Regions from separate parts of the Arachis hypogaea genome. Here region 2 is linked to region 1. A link is a contact called in public Hi-C data. All regions are on one chromosome and are shown on one strand. Each heading gives the region's core, a stretch centred on a gene start, on an enhancer-like site or on the middle of the called end of the contact. The rest is flanking DNA. Distances are from core to core; before and after follow the strand shown. Region 1 has its middle 4.3 kb from the start of LOC112778308. Region 2 holds the start of LOC140181872.

Evidence for each region. Hi-C and Micro-C count contacts between places; a contact is called where the count stands out from the background.
Region 2: a contact with region 1 is called in a Hi-C map of leaf, with 3 times the contacts expected there. The contact joins the promoter of LOC140181872 here to the enhancer-like site in region 1. A contact is called at or near these places in 2 of 8 Hi-C or Micro-C datasets (leaf and an unstated tissue).

The regions. Positions count from the first base shown.
Region 1 is chr19:45,357,882-45,360,394 of arahy.Tifrunner.gnm2.J5K5, reverse strand. No RefSeq gene overlaps it. Among protein-coding and RNA genes, the nearest start is that of LOC112778308, 4.3 kb to the right of the region's middle. Within about 2 kb of position 1,259, at least 2 of the 3 cell types and tissues checked have open chromatin away from gene starts, as enhancers often do.
Region 2 is chr19:45,553,582-45,556,094 of arahy.Tifrunner.gnm2.J5K5, reverse strand. It overlaps LOC140181872, which reads left to right and starts at 1,258. Exons shown (of 4, transcript XM_072227493.1): 1 at 1,258-1,543; 2 at 1,687-1,738; 3 at 1,823-1,891. The coding sequence starts at 1,429. It overlaps LOC112776131 (a long non-coding RNA gene), which reads left to right. Exons shown (of 5, transcript XR_011877500.1): 4 at 17-93; 5 at 171-371.

The sequences.
Region 1 (2,513 bases), core at 10-2,509:
ATGTTTCTTTCTCTTAATTTTCAGATGTTTCTTTTTCTTATATTTTGGATGTTTCTTCTTTTTGGGTTTTGGATGATTTTGCAAATAGTTATAGATAATTCTTTTCTTTAATTTTCGGATGTTCTATTTTCAATATTTTACTAAATATCTGTTTTGTTAGGTTTTAAAATTTAAAAAAGATTGCGAAAATCTCATTTTTTTAGGTTTTGAATATTTATTTTTGTTACGCTTCAGATGTTTCTTTTTTAGGAATTTTTAAAATAATTTCAAAAATTTTAAAATAATTTTTCGAATTTTTAAAATGATTAGAGAATTTTTAAAATGAATCTTTAATAATTTTGTCATTTTAGATGTTTGTTATTATTTAATTTTAGATGTCTTTTTTTTGGATTTTTTTTTATTAAGTTTAGATAATTTTTCATGATAATTTGAATTCACGTTTCTTCAAAAAGGTTTTGGATGTTTATTTTTGTTACATGTAAAAATTTTTAAAATAATTTAAAAAATTTTAAAATGAATCTTTAAAATAACTTTACAACAATTTTAGATATTTTTTATTATTTAGTTTTAGATTTTTTAAAATTTCTAATGTATTTTTGTTATTAGATTTTGGAAGTTTTAATGATCATTTGAATTTATATTTTTTTAAAATTAAAAAAAAGAAGAAGCTGAAATTAACTACAGCTGACTGCATTTCTTATTGATCACCTAGTGTAGTTGGGAGCAAAGATAATCATCACAATGGAGAAGTGGATAGCTTTTATGGCGAGAATCTTCTATTCCTCTCCACTACTTGGTTACAAGATGTTGAAATAATAGAAAGAAGTTGGCCACTACATGTCCATGTTTGGCTTTGGAAAGAAACCAGGTAGAATTTGATAAGTTTGGAGTAAATGTTTTTTTTTTATTATTATTTATTCGAAAGATAAAATATTTTTTATAATTTAAAGTTTATTAGTTAATTTTTAATTATTTAATTAATTAGTCTAAATAATATTTGTTATCGAATTAAATGGATTCTAATATATCAATAATTTGTCATTTACAAAATCGTTTAAATTAATTACTTAATTTATTAGGTATCGATTAGGAATTTTTAAATTATTAAAAAATGTTTTGTTATTTGAATAAACAGTCAAAGACAAAAAAAAAAAAAAAGAACATTTACTCCTAAGTTTATGGGTATATACCACAACAACGCCGCACACTGATTGGAAGTATATATAAACTCAGTTGGATAGTCAAATATTTTTTATTCTTATAAAAGAAATTAATTAATTAAAAGAAAGTATGAGTGGAAAGTGTACGAAATGCAATGAAACCAACTCAACAGGGCCACATCTTACAAATAAAGTTTGGATTATTATGAAGGCGTTTTGTAGATTAGAGACATCTTTTTTGAAAAAATCCTAATAAAAGATGATGCGAGGACAGCGATTTTCCACCCAGGTTGGGCTTTTAATGAAGACAAATAATGATTTTGGTTGCAAAAGAAGGGTTCAAACTCGCAGAACATCAGTGTTTCTTCACTGTGCACATTCCCTTTTTCTAAAAAGTAAAACTTGTGTTATATATATACTTTTTTATTTTTTAATTTATCCTATTAAATAATAAATGAAAGACCTAATACGTATTTCACATTTTATGATAGCTAGATTAGAAAGTGGAAAATATTATTTTAAAATAGAGATATTTTATTCTTTTTTAATCAATGATTTAAGTATTAGTTTTGATTTTTGATAAATTATTATTTTGACACCTAAAATGTGGTGTTTTAGACAAAAAATCATTAAAAGAAAGAAAAACATTTGTAATTTTGAAAAGATCACAAAATTATGACAAATTTGTTAAAATGAAATCATGAGTACCTTTTTTATTTAAAAACTGTTTAACCAAAATTAACATTTTTGAAACGGTAAAACAGTGGTTTACCTTTGTATTATTATTGTGCAACAATGTCTAAATACTAAATAGAGTGACATGTAATGCAATAATAGTAAGACTTTTCCAAAGGAGAAGTATGTGGTTATTTTAGAGTTTAGTGATTGACTGTATTATGTGTCAGTGGCCTTGGGATGAGGCTTTGAGAGGTCCCTTTGATGGTAGCTTAGCTTTTTTACACACAAACCCAAATCTCTTCTCTTTAGTCTTTAGATCTTAGACCTTAGTAGTTGAATCACTGTTTAACCTTGTTGACTGACAGGTCTTCTGGTCTTTGTTGTTTTGCTTTCTTAGTGAAAGTCCAAAACATGTTCTTATTTCCAAATTTTAATATTTTAATTAATTAATTAATTAATTAATAACAGCCACATTCCTAGATAGACAACACTAGCTTATTTTAAATGATGCATGCAATAGCAAAAAATTCTAAATGTGTTATAATTAAATAATCATCACAGGCTATGCTATAGCCTCCATAATTATTAGATCAAAAAATTAAACAGAATAATCATACACACATCAAGTAAAAAATAAATAAATAAATAATTAAAATAAATTAACATCAGTCTTTT
Region 2 (2,513 bases), core at 9-2,508, 200 kb before region 1:
GAGGCACCGAGGACAGCAAGTGTCAGAAATTTAGGGTGCCTAAAGAAAGGAAGGTTACCATGCTAAAAATCTTGCCACAGAGAGGAGATGAAGGTACAAAGAGTTGGTATTTCTTTGGTACTTGTTTATTTGTCATAGACCTATTATGACGTTTTTAACATGTTCACCAGATGCAAACAGAAGTGAATCATATAAGTAGGACAGAGTTCTTGCTTAAGGTATGCTGGGAGCAGAAGCCAGGTGGGTTTTCAAGGTTGATGGAAGCTATAAATTCATTTGGATTTCAAGTGGAAAATGCCAATATGACCACAATTGACGGAAAGGCTCAGATCATTCTAACAGTTGAGGTAAATATGTAATGTTTTATATGTTATATTTTAAGTTGCAGCTAATACACTAAGTTTCAAAATAGATCCTTAATAACTAATTCCTATCAGTTTCACAAAATGAGCTTTCTCTTTCACTATGATATATTGACATAATGGTGGAAGTCTATGACAACTTGGAAATGGTGGAAATCTCTTTGGATTATGTGTGGCCACCTTTAAATTTTAATTTATTTATTTTTGGATATGAAAAAGTCTGCAAATTGATCCATGCAAAGAGATAAGAAGAAGAAAAAGAAAGAAATAGTAGTTTGTTGAGAAACTTAATTCCTACTTAGATTTATTACCTGAGCATGATTTGTTTTCTAAACAATAAAAGGTAGATCATAACATAGAGATTATATTGTATTATTATTATTATTATTATTATTATTATTATTATTATTATTATTATTATTATTATTATTATTATTATTATTATTATTATCATTATTAAGAAATCATATGCCTGCTGGCTGCTGCTAATGAACTTTGAAAGCTAGTGGTGCTCGTGTCTGTTTTAACACCGATAATGATAGTATTATAACAACTAAGCTGGCTATATGGATAAAAAACTTATAGCACTAATTTTAATTTTTAAAAATTTTGGTTTTAGATAATAGAAAAATTTTGGTTTTAGATAATATAAAAGACTTGTAGCACTAGTATTATTATCTTTTAACTTGTGTATTTCCATTTATCAACTTTTGAATTTCTTATGCCATGATAAACTAATTATTGTCTAGTGTGCATTACTCTTGATGGATTGGTAAGGTATTGACTGTGCGTTAAATGTCCATTAAGTGTCTTTCCTTTGCTGCTTCTTTTAACTTGTATATTTTTCCTGATTAACTTTGTTTTATATTATTATTATAATTATTATTATTATCTATATGCTGAAACCGATAAAGAAGCAGGAGATAATAAAGGAGACTCAGATAAGCAGATTTTTCTAAAAAAATTTTCTCCAAATGTTCTGGATATCACACTTGTTGATCTTCCAAGCATAATAAAGGTTCCTGTTAGTGACCAGCCATCTGATATCGAAGCCCGAATCAGAACAATGATCATGTCATATATCAAAGTTCCCTCCTGTCTCATTCTAGCTGTCACACCAGCTAATTTAGATTTGGCTAATTCAGATGCTCTTCAAATGGCGGGAATTGCTGATCCGGATGGTGTGCTTTTGCTTCCTAATGCCTTCAGCTCTATTCTTTTCACATCTCTGTGATTGCATTAAACTGTTTGTTGTGGTAATTAATAAAAATCACATATATATTGAATATTTTCTATTGTTTGTTGATGAACTTCTATCATCTAGCCTTGAAGCTTGTGCTGCAATATTGTGAAAATCTTCCAAAGCTGCTCCTAAGGTAATGAATTTAAATTAGTTCTGATTTTTGGCTTACTTTGAATATCTGAGCAATTTTGTAGTGACTTTAGTGAGTTTTGTATAGGCTGCTAAAAAGCCAAGAATTACAGCTCAAGAACATTATAGACTTGGAATTGCTGATGGTGTTATTCCTGTAAGGAAATTGAAAAGTCCTGCTAGAGATTTTGTCTCATGACCTTCTTTGTGTTTTGAGTTTTGAAATGATGTTAGTACTATGATCTTCTAAATCAAGAAATCATAAAGAAAATTAGTGGAATTAAGGTTGTGCATGGAAACTATCTCAAAAAAGATATACAGAAAAATGTGCAAATTTTGTCATAGGACAAAGACATGTTTGTTTTTGAATTATTCACTTTCTCTAAATAGATTTGTGTCTCATGGTATCTCTATATTTCTGTCTCGAGATAGTTACCAAAGAGGGGCTAACGCCTAAGTTATGACTCTTTGTATTTGCTCATTTGATCTAATGGAAAAAATTAAATATTAAATTAATTGAAAGAAAAAGAAAAATGTACAAGACCAACAATGGTGTTGGTGTAGCAGTTAAGCCATACTATAGCCTAGAAGAAACATTTTTGTAGAGAACACCAATTGGAAGAGCAAGCCTGACTCACCAACAAATTCAACTTTCTGACCATTTTCAACAACAAAAAATTTAGCTCAGCAACAAATTCTTGGCATGAAATTGTATGGCATGAATCTGATTAAAATTGTATGGCATGTTTAGTTACAATTCCATGTATAGCCATGTTGAG